Linked DNA regions of Ovis aries: region 2 is linked to region 1. The links are chromatin contacts, called in public Hi-C maps. All regions are on one chromosome and are shown on one strand. The core of a region is the stretch at or near the end of the contact, and the rest is flanking DNA. Distances in the headings are between cores, read along the strand shown. Region 1 holds the start of FOSL2 (FOS like 2, AP-1 transcription factor subunit). Region 2 overlaps LOC121819020 (a long non-coding RNA gene).

Evidence for each region. A called contact is a pair of places that touch in the nucleus more often than the background predicts.
Region 2: a contact with region 1 is called in a Hi-C map of liver, with 2.1 times the contacts expected there. The contact joins the enhancer-like site here to the promoter of FOSL2 in region 1. A contact is called at or near these places in 8 of 16 Hi-C or Micro-C datasets (blood, liver, muscle and 4 more).

The regions. Positions count from the first base shown.
Region 1 is chr3:35,340,801-35,346,378 of ARS-UI_Ramb_v3.0, forward strand. FOSL2 (FOS like 2, AP-1 transcription factor subunit) reads left to right here and starts at 4,192. Exons shown (of 4, transcript XM_027966637.3): 1 at 4,192-5,089. The coding sequence starts at 4,988.
Region 2 is chr3:35,401,420-35,407,165 of ARS-UI_Ramb_v3.0, forward strand. All of the region lies in intron 1 of LOC121819020 (a long non-coding RNA gene), which reads right to left. LOC114113587 (a long non-coding RNA gene) reads left to right here. Exons shown (of 2, transcript XR_003588498.3): 2 at 2,291-5,746. Among named protein-coding and RNA genes, the nearest start is that of PLB1, 35 kb to the right of the region's middle. Within about 2 kb of position 3,087, at least 9 of the 54 cell types and tissues checked have an H3K27ac peak or open chromatin away from gene starts, as enhancers often do. A contact at or near this core is called in liver, where this site is marked.

The DNA.
Region 1 (5,578 bases), core at 2,942-5,441:
TCTTCCCCGCCCCCACCAGATCCACTGCTAACCCTTCCTTGCCCTTCTCTATACCCTAGGAGGCTGACAAGGGTGGGAGAGATGGGCATGGGGTCTTGTCGCCATCCTCTTCAGGGCTCTCTCTGGCAGGGGCGGCTTCTCTTTATCCTGATGGATGGCCTTCTTCCATGGTTGCAGTATGCACAAGGCTCTTAATAACTCTGTTTTCTTCCCTTTCCAACCCTGGGGGTGGTCAGCAGTTTCCACCACCTGTGACTAGGCCTGGAGTGCAGCAAGGCCCCTTGTCACTCTCTTTGCCCTGCTCACACCTCTTTATGGAAATGTTCTATTAAAGCCTCTTCCTTTGAACCGTCTGGGCCGAAGTCTGTTTCCTGATGGACTCCTGACTGACCCGGAGATCTTGGTACAAACAGAAATGCTTCCAGGTTAGTCACTGATTATAACTTGCACCTGATTTTCAGAAATGTTCAAAATGCATGGTTTACAATAGAGAAGTGATGGCAGATTCACTCAGGCTTGGTGGATAGAGGACCATTTATCATTAAGCTGTGGACTTTGCTTCTGACCTGGCAAGGCTGGGAGAACAGGTAACAGGCTGTAATGAATGTAAAGCTGGGCGAGAAGGGTTTGTGTTCCGACTCTGGTTGGGAAATACTGAGCAGGCTGCCTTGCCTCTCTGTTCTCAGCTGCCTCTCTGCCAATCCAGAGTCACCCTGATGGTTGTCACCTCCCTGGCAGGGATGTTGTATGAGGAGAAACGAGGCCATGTATGTGAAAGGGCTTCATGAACTGTCCAGCACTCAGACAGGAGGGCCAGGGCAGTCCAGCCAGGCAGTCATTTTGGTCAGGAGTCAGACATCAGGCGGGGAGGGACAGAGGAGGAAACAGCAAACTTTAGTGCAGGGAGGTCCCAAGACCCAGAGAGGCAGTGAGAAGGCAGCCCAAGTACCTTTTTCTCCCCATCTCATTTTATGATCTCTTCTTCTGGCACTTCACATGACCTTTCCTTAACCTGAGTGATAGTGGTGAATTAAGGAGCACCTCTAAGTGTAGGACAGAGTCACGCACAAGATGAAGTCCATGCTTTCTGAGGATCAGTAAGAGAGAAACAAAGACATTCCCGTAGGAGGCAGGTCATGCATGTCCTGGGTAAGAGGAGGAGCCTGGTGTCCTAGAGGATCAGCTGCACTTCCAGCTGGGTCACTAACCCTCTAACTAATTCTCCTGGGCAAGTTACTTCATCTCATTTTCTTGATCTGCAACCAGGGAATAACACCCACCTCAAACTTTTGTTGGGAGGATTGCATGAGACAATCCCTTAAAGTATTCTGCCTGGTAAGTGTTCAATAAAGATTGGCCCCTATTCTTCTTAGTATCCTCTTCCAGGGAGTCAGACAGTCCTTTGTTACTGGGTGATCCTGTAATGATTCCCCACGGAGAGGGCCATGAACTGGGCTTGGAGGCTAAATTCTCAGTCTGGCATTCAGTTAGTCCGAGGCACCAGTTGCACCAGTCGGTCGGTCCCGCAGCATCAGGGCACAGCTCTGTTCCTGGCGCTCAGGGACTGAGAGGTGAAGGCCGGCTGCAGATCGCGGGCCTCCCGGCGGACAGAGGGAGCCAGCACAAGTTCTGGAGCCGGGAAGGCCGGGATCAAAGCGTTTCGAGGCAGGCCGGGGCGCACCAAAGGAAGGCTAGCGCCTTGCATCAGCACAGATTCCGTGATGCTCTGCAGACGTCTCGGGGCTGCCGGGCTTTACGGGAACCCACAAGAAAGGAAAGGGCTGGGGAGCAGGCAGGGCGGGGGCGGCCGAGGGCGCGAGGGTGCGCTTGCCCGCCCGCGCGCTCCCGGCGGCGCCTGCCCGGGCCTGGACGCGCCTGGGACGGCGGAGGCCACGGAGGAAGCATAGGCTCCCTTTCCCCCTCCTTCTTTCCCCGCGAATTACTGGAAGGACTGTGTGGGAGAGACCCAGAAGCGCTGGATTTTCAAGCGCAGGGTGGGGGAGGGCCGGGTAGCCTCTGCAGCTCAAAGAAAAACTAAAAGTGTGTCTGTTAGCGCCGCTTGGACACGCCGCTGCTCCCAGGAGGGCGCTGGACGCCCGGACCGCGCCTGACTTTGTAGCCCCACCTAGGAGTTCGCCAGGCCGGCCGAGGACCGTGCGGTGCGGGAGGCGACTGAGGGGCGAGTCAGAGAGTGTCACGATTTCTTCTCCTGCGCTCCCCCCACCCCGTCCCCACCTCCAGTTTTCTGGGTTTTGCCGCTGCCGCTGGGGAAAGGGCTGAACGGTTTTGCGTCAAAGGACTGCATTTACTCAGCCCTGCTGGGAGAGGAGCATAAACACACCCAGGCAGGCAGGACGCGGGATTAAAAAAAGAGAGAGATGGCAAAAACGCCAAGACCGCGCTGGGTGTGCGCATCCATCTGCCTCGCACTTCTCGCCGCGACCTGTGGAGTTGCGGACGCTACGCTGCAGGCGGCGAGGGAGGTGCGAGGAGCCCAGCCAGCCTCGCCTCTCCACGCGCGTCCTTGGGGATGGAGCCGAGGACAGAATGTGTTTTATAGTTGTAAACAATGACCCCGAGTATTGTTTAGGATTACCGTATCTTGGGGCCATTGGGGCGGCCAGATGCCGCCAGCCGTCCCGGAAACGCCAGCGCTTTATATAGAGCCCCGGGAAAGCTTTGAGTTCCCGGCTGGGTTCTATTTTTCTTTCCTAGCAACACCCCCACTTTACAGATAAGGAGACTGAGGGCCGAAACTGTGATGTGTTACAGTGCACAACGCTTCACAGCCTTCGCGCATCTTCCCGCTGGTACACTAAGAGCTGGGTATGAGACTAAGGCAAAGCGTGGAGCAAAATTCGATTTCCTTGACTCCTAGTACAGTGCTCCTCCGGATCATCATCTCTGCAGAAGGATTGAAGTTCCAGAACTGACAAGGGCCTTAGAAGGTCATGTCTCAATCCCTTCGTTTTACAGAAAGAAACTGAAGCCCAGAGAGGTTAAGGGACTCGCCCAAAGTCTCACAGCCCGTAAGCAGCACAGCCTGGCGTTCACACTCCAAGGCCTGTGCTCTTTACCCCGCACCTCGCCCCGCCCCGCCCCGCGAGGCGGGACAAACTAGGAATCCGGACTACCTACTGCCTGAACTTCGCTCCAAAACAGCTGAAGACAACGTTGGGGCACGCCCTCTCTCGGGCCTCCCTCTTCCCTGTTTGGTTTTTTTTTTCCTTTCAAATTCGTAATAGTCGAGGTTGCTTATAATGCCCGATTACTATTAGATGCATCTTAATTGCCCAGCATAGAGGGCGGCCGGAATGTCTTGACTGGTTAATTTCGTCTTCAAGGCTGCTCCTAACAAATTAATTGCAGAGCCGAAAAGAAAGGGGAGGGGGGCGGGAAGCAGTGGGCAGCCAGCCGCGGAAGGGAAAATAGGCAGGTCGGCCCCGCCCGGCGGCGCTGCGCCCCGCCAAGGCCCGGCCGCAGGGAGGCGCGGATACCCAGGGCGCCCAGGGCGCCCGTTGCTCCGGGTGGCGCCGCGAAGGGCGCCGACGACCGTGCGCGGCCGCGCCCTCCCTGCGAGCGGCTCTGCGCGCCCGGCTCCCGGCCTCGCGGTGGCGCCGCACTGAACCGCCAGTCTCGCTCTTCAGGACTGTGATTATTTTCTGAAACCAGGCGCCGAGGGCCCCGCGGCAGCCCTCGCAGGGGCCCCGCCCCGCGCCCCTTTCCCAGGCGGTGGAGAAGGTGGGGAGGCCGTGGCGCGCTCGGGAGCCGGCGAGGGAATCCCTCTCCCTCCACGTCACCCGAAAGCTAGGGAACCCGCACTCGCGTCCTCTAACGCAAATGACCATCTTTGGCAACGTGCGCCAGTGGAACAGACCAAGGGCGCGTGGCCCGGGGGGTGGGGATGGGCCAGGCTGCCTCGGCTCCCCCAAACCGCGCCAGCGGTCCGCTCCCACCCCCGCCACCGCCTTCCTTCCTCGCGCAGGGTGTGCGGCTGGCGTCAGCGCGGCCAGGAGCCGGGGCAGATAGGGGAGCGCTGCGCCCGCCTCCTCCCGCGCGTCTTCCTCCTCCTCCCCCTCCTCCTCGGCCTTCTCCCCCCGCCTCCCCGCGCGCTCCTCCCTGCAAGGTGGAGTCGGGTTGACGTGAGGTACAGGGGCTGGAGAATAAAGAGTGTGGAGTTGAAATCGTGCCATTGTAGTGACTCATCTCGGGCAGAGCGCTGGGGCTCCGAGCAAACCAGCGAGCAAGCGAGCGGCGCTCGGCGGAGACCGAGAGAGGGAGAGAGAGAGGCGCGGACGGGCGAGGCGGGCCCGTCCGGGAGAGGGAGCCGGGAAAGGGGTGCAGGTCCGGGCGCCGGAGCTGCGGCACCGCGTCCCTCTCCACGCCGGCTCAGCTGGATCCTCCCGGGCCGCGGGCCGGGCACAGGCTGCCTTCTTCTCCTAGTCAAGTGTCCGAGCCGCTCCAAACTCCGGCGGCGAGTCGGCCACAGGAAGTTTATTCTCAGCTCCTTTTCTAAAAGGAGGAAATAGAAGTTTCTCCAAGCGGGCAGCCTTTCTTTCTGCCCCCCCTTTTTTTCCCTCCTTTCTTTTCTGCGCTGACATCTGGGGTCCCCAGACCTGGCAGGCTTGACCCGCTGGGTTGACTCCCATTCTTTTTTAATTACCGATTTTTGACTGAGCCGGCGGTCCCGGCTGGGCTCCGATTGCGCGCGGGGGCGGGAGGGCGCGCGCAGGGGAGGGACCGAGGGACGCGCGGACTTTTTAGAGGGAGGGACTGGGTGGACAACTGGTCCCGCGGCGCTCGCAGAGCAGCAAAGAAGTGGTGTAGCGCTCGGCGCTCAGGGGGCCGTTCCCGGGGTGCCTCCGCCGAGGGGGACAAGCCCGAGGCGCGGCCAGCAGAGAGCCAGCGCACAGCAGCCGGTGCGCGGCCGCGGCGAGGGCGGGGGAAGAAAAACACCCTGTTTCCTCTCGGGCCCCCACCGCGGATCATGTACCAGGATTATCCCGGGAACTTTGACACCTCGTCCCGGGGCAGCAGCGGCTCTCCTGCGCACGCCGAGTCCTACTCCAGCGGCGGCGGCGGCCAGCAGGTAGGTGCGGGCCCCGGGTGCACCTGGCGACGCGGGTGGACCCCCGCCTTCCTCTCGCCGCCACTGCCTCTTTTGCTTTCTTTGCCCTTTCTCGGTTTGGTGAGAAAATACCTGCGGGCCACCATTGTAAGTTCTGAATTCTCATCTCCTGCCCACACCTCCTTTCACCCCCTCTACCCTCGCCAACCCCCCCCCCTTTTTTTTTTCCAAACTGGAGCGGCGAGTGGGCTGAAAGAACCTACAAACCCTGTCCTTCACACTACATCGTATCCAGACAAGCTCCTGGAATTGCAGGTCCCGTTCCCAGAAGCCGGTGCCTCCCTCCTCTCCCAGGAATTCATCTCCATTCCCCTCTATCTCCGTGGTGGATCCCCCGCTCCCCAAATTTTTTACGCACGGGCCCCTTCCGACATCTAGAGAACTTATTCCTGCGAAAAAGCCTTCTCCTTCTTTCCCCACCCCGACCCCGCACCTTCTCCCGCCGTTGGT
Region 2 (5,746 bases), core at 1,837-4,336, 60 kb after region 1:
AAGCTTCAATGCCTGTGGCACCTCAGACCTTACATTCATCCACAGGGGAAATCGGATCTACCTCTGAGGGCCACTGGAGGGTAGCAGGGGGGGATGTGTGATGAAACCTCCAACGCAGGCCTGACCCCGTGAGAGCACCATACTGAGGCCAGTCTCTTCTGAGCAAGCCAGTCACCTATCTATCAGAGTCACTTGCCCATATTAGACATGGGGTCTCCTCTCCCAAGAGGGGTCCTGATCCAAGCTCTCCTGGGTTTACATCTTCCAAGGACCTTGATGCCTGGAAAGAGCATCTCAGCTCCTTCAGGATCGGCTGTGCTTAGGTCTTCAAGCTCTTTTCTCACCACCGTCCCCTACACCCTTCTCAGGAACTTACAGCTCACCAAACCTCCCCCACCCTGCAACCTCCGTGCCTGCCAGCACGGTGCTCCTTCCTCTGCCTGTAACTCCCTTCCCCCTCCCTCTGTCTGTCTGGCGACAGACACTACTCCTCCCACACCACGTGTCCTCCCCACCCTCCCCTTCCCCCCTGGGGGGCAGTCTTCCCTGCCACTCCCTCAATGCCACCCCTGCCCTCCAGCCCCATCTCCCTCTGCCCCCTGCAAACCTACACTCTGCAGTGGAACCGTCTTTCCTTCGAGGCCACCAGCTCCCAATGTCTTAGTTCTCGCTCCCTCCCCGCTGCCTAGTCCAGTGTCTAAAACAGGATAACAGCTCCATCGATGTGTATTGAAAGACTTAATGACTTACTAAATGAATGACTTCTCCTGGGTATGGGGGCCAGACTCATGAATGAGTCACAGGGCCTTGCCCCCACCCACTGACCCAGGTTTAACACTCCCCATGATAACATCACTAGTTACCCTTAATTCTCAGAATCACCCATGCCTTCTTTCTTCTCCTTTTAGTCCTGTCATCCCCCTCCTCTTCCTTCCTTCCTCCTCTGGGAGCAGCACATCTAAATATGGCGATGCTTTTCCTGGGGCCGGCCGTGTACAATCACGATTTTCGCCCAGTTATCTTCTGGGATAATTGTGAGATAGTCATGAGTTCGATCCCTCAGTGAGAAGGTGGGACAGATGACACAGAAACCCTGCAGCAAATGTGGGGCCTGGTGATCAAGTTAACTGTGTAGGAACCTGGGAGGACGTGGGTGGGGAGAGGAAGAGCGTGTCTGATGAGACCTGTGCCAAGAACAAGGTGCACGGGGTGAGGGAATCTGGCAGATTTGGGCCCCTTAAAGCCTCCATTTCCCAAGAAATTCCTGGTTCTGATTCGTGTGGCTGGGGTGGGACCACTCTTACCCATACACTCATGTCTGGCCGCCTCCAGTCCCATCTGGAGGCAGCCATTCTCCCCTGACCCAACTCAGATGATCAGGCACGAGCCCAGAGGTTCTTGCCCCTAACATGAGCCCCAGCCAAACCCAGGGGCACCCTGCCCCTTTCCTCTCATTTCCCCAAGACTTGCCGCAACTTCATTAAATTTCATGGAGGCGTTTCAGGCATGTTATGAGGCTTGGCCTTGTAGAGGGTGCCTCTAGGTCACTGCCATTTTCCAGTTGTATACTTTGTCATGAGAATGAAAAAATAAATGAGCACCCTGCTTCTGGAACATTGATGTTTACAGGATCACAAAGGAGCAGACAGGCTATCTGCGATTCTTAAAAAAGAATGCCCCACCATCTGAATGGAAGGCAGCTCCTGAGGCTGGCGAAAAATAACATTATACTGAATAGAAGGAGTGCTACTTCATGTCCCTGGTGGAAAATGTATGGCGTGAAAGTTGGTTTGTAAATAAGCAAAAGTAAATTAACCCAAGGAGAGAGAAATCAAAGGAGCTTCTTGGTAGGGTCTTAATGGGCAGAGGGGCACCAGCTGGCCACACTTCTCCAGTCATCTCATCTGTTTCCTCACTAGCTGGTGAGCCCTATATAAGGCTTGATAAGCCCAGCGGCTTTATATAGCATCCCTCTCTCTCAATCCTTAGGGCCTAGCACAGGTTCCAGCACACTAAGTAGGTGGTCATATAGTCTATCATCCAAAGCGGGACACCTCAAGAGTGAAAGGAGGCCTTTAATCCTTATGTCAGGACAACAGTCGTGATCTGGGACTAATGCATGAATGAACGAATGAATGAACAAATGATGCTTTAAAAGGCTGAGGCTGTTGGCACTGAGGCAGCCATGGCTTCCTACTTCCCCGATGTCACTGTCAAATAGAAAATTCATCCGCATGTACCATAGGTACCATCACATGTTTTATGGTCCATCTTTGTTCTTCTCTTGCAGACAAGGACTCCGGCTGCAGAGACAGAAGCTGGGCTGGGACTGAGGGGCCCTGCTGGTGCTTCCCAGGGTCTCCTCCACTGAGGGCACTGCGTCCTTAGGTGCCAGGCACTGAACTAGGTGCTCTGTGTTCTTACTGCATTTAATCTTCCCACCACCCTTGCGAAATAGCTGCTCTTATAACCTTTGGTAGGTGAGTCAACTGAGGCTTAGAGAAGTTAATTAATGTGCCCAATGTCACACATCGACCAATATCAGAACTGCAACCCAGGCCCAAGTCTGTTGGAAGTCAAAGCATGTGGTTTTAACAGTCCCCAACCTTGCTTTTGTGTGGCCTTCTCTCTCCCGCTTGGGGCCCCAGTAATATCGGGTTCATCAAGAAGAGGGGTCATGGGGATTGGGAGCTGGGGAGAAGAACAGGAACAGAGAGTTTGTCTCCTGGTGGCCGATCCTGTGTCCAGTTGTGGGTTGGATGGGGGCAGTGGCCAGGTCAGGATGGTGAGCAGAGGGCTCTTGGCGGGTTATATGCCTTCCAGGCTCTCCACGAGAGAGGATGCCCAGACCCAAGTGTTGTGCCTGAGTCTGCATGATGGGGAGGGTGGGTTAAGGAAGAGAAAGCAGGCCCCTCCTACCTCCTGCCAGTCTCCTCCCCACCTTCACTCCTGCAGGGTTGTGGGGTTTCCTTTGACCTGGCCGGGCCATTTTTCCAGAATGGCCATCTGAAGCCCAGCCCCAGCCCACTGGGAGAGGCCCATGCCACACCCTGGGGAGAGAGGCTAGCAGGGACTTGGCCAGGCTGAAGTGGAGGAGGGGAGGCAGAGTGGGCAGGGCTCAGCACTCTGCTGGGTGGACAGGGGCAGTGAGAGGGGTGGGCCAGGCTGAGTGCAAGCCAGGAAAGGGTCCGACTAGGGCTCTGCTGGGCACTTGCCCCCGCCTGCACATCTCTGCCTGAGATTCTCTTCAGACAGGTCTTGGCCCCGGTTGCCAGTCCGGCCCATCCTGGAGACTTTGCCGACCAAGCACAGCTAACTGGCGCCCTCTAGTGTCCACCTCTCTGGGCCTAGTTTGCCCCCTCTTGGAAACCACACATCACACATAGCTCCCCTGAGCCCGTCCGCCAACAATCCCCCCAAACCTATCATGTGTCTTCCAAACCAAGACACCTCTAAGAGTGAGAGAGGGGGCTCTGAGGATAACGAGGCTGGGACAACAGACATAAAATGGGACTGTCCTCAAGACAGGGCATTTGATCCCCCTCAACCCAGGTCAACCCCCCCACTCCCACTCCCAACCATTGTGGCTACCAGAACCATCTCTGGGAGGCATCCCATCAAGGAAATGAGAATCTCATCAGCACGAGGCCTGGGAGAGCAGGTGATCAAGGACCGTGTGATCAAAACACAAGTAGCAGCTGCATGGCTGGTGGTCATCACCTATTGGTCTAGCTTGCCCAGTTCCAGCTGGGCGGCGGCAAGGGAAGCTGCATCCGAAGCTCCTTGTGAAGCAGGAAGGAGGACCTGATTCTGGAGTCCAGTGCACAGCAGGAGGGTGGCGGGTCATGGAGCCGATAGACTGACCGAAACGTCGGCCTATGAGTAACTGAGACATCCCCGCTCCTGCCATTTGGGTTTTGCTGGGGCATCTGGAGAGAAAACCGCCCCTCCACCAAGAAAAGGACATTTTGACATGGTATCTCTTCCGGCTAGTCTTCAGGTGGGTCCTCCGTCTCCCCGCCCACCCCTTCTGGGGTGGTGCTCACCATGACCACACCTCTGCAGGGCGCGCTCCATGCCCTCAGTGATGAACACAGGCCAGTGTGTGGGCCGCCACCTGTCCCCGCCCCAGTTGACCCCCTCCATTTTCTTGTCACTGAGGAGGCCACAAGACTCGCGGCTTCTGGAACAAGGCTTCGGGGTTATATGATAACTGCTGACTCCCTGGGGCTCCCTGATGTGGGCTGATGTGAAGCGGCTGGCATCCGTGACCCCTGCACCCAGTGGGGCGCGGCATCAGGGCTGCGTCCTTCCCTGGGGAGCCAGCCGAGAAGCCCAGGGGCCAGAGCCTGGGTAGAAGGACCAAAACAGGCTTGGGAGAGCAGAGGAGAGGAGGTGCCTCAGGACTGGGGAGGTGGGATGGGAGCAAAGGGTTTCCACAGGAGGATCTGGGGCAGGCGGCACGGTGCTGACTTGGGCTCAGCCCGGGGACTCCCGGGGGAGGGCCCTGGGGTGGCACTCTGTGTGTGTACGATTTGAAGAGACTCATGAGTGACTTTGGCGAAGTCAGGCAGCTTTGGAGGAAGGGCAGATATCGTTCTGGAGAATTCTTTGGCATAGGGATGACAGGGCAGGTCTGGTGCCTTGTGTGGGAAAGGGAAGAAAGCTTTCAGTTGGGTTTTTTTGTTCCTCAAACCAGTCTGCCCACATCCTTGGCATCTGTGCTCCGGGAAGGATCTGTTCGCAGCCCTGCATGTCTGGGCCTGAGGGGCAGAGCGCCTACGTGAGGCCTGCGGTCTCTCCAGCCTCTCCCCCAGGGGTCGCGGCCGCTGCTGGAGTGGAGGGAGTGCCGGGCTCTGCCTGAGTTCCTCCTGCTCCTCACTCCCTCCTCCCCCCACCCCATCCCCCAGCCAGTGGGCTCTGCTCCCTGCGCAGCCTTGTCTCTCCTGGGGTGCTGGCTCTAACATAAGGCTCCCTTCTCCCACCACGTGCAGGGCCCTGCACAACCAGCAACATACAGACACTGGGGCTGGAACAAAAACCCAGGGTGTGAGATCAGACTCTGCCATTTACCAGCTATGTGGCCTGGGGCAAGACAAACTCTTTGAACCTCAGTCATCTCATCTGTAAACTGGGGATAATGGCACTTGATGGTCCTTATCTCATGGGGCTGTCATGAGGCTCAAATGCATGATGCATGAACACTGTGCAAAGGGCTCTGCCCATGGGAGGGATTATTATTACTGCTTTCATACCATGCGGGAGACCCAAACAGAACACTCATCCAAGACTGGAAACACGTGCTGAAAGCTGTGGCTTGACTCATTCTTCACTGTCTAGTGAGCTTACGGTGTGCCAGGCCCAGTTCTAGGCACATGGGCTGCACAAACAGATATGAGCGCTCACCATCCTAGAGCTCACATTGTAAAGGAGGAGCTCCCCCATACTCCCCTCTACTCGGCTCACACTCTGACCCGTCTCCTGCATCTGCAGACCTAGCCTGAGAAGTCAGGAAACACCGATCAGGCTTCTAGGAACTCTCTTCCTAAAGACCTTGCAGTCACCCAGTGGCCTGGCAGAAGCCCTTGAGTGGAAAAACAAGGTCATTCTGATACTTGCTGGAACATTCAAAGCATTGTAGCAAGAAGAGAGCACAATCATTAAGTCTAATCACCCATTTTACAGATGAGGAAATTGGGGTCCAGAAAAGTTTAACTGCCTTGCCCTGGGTTATGCAGCTGGTTAC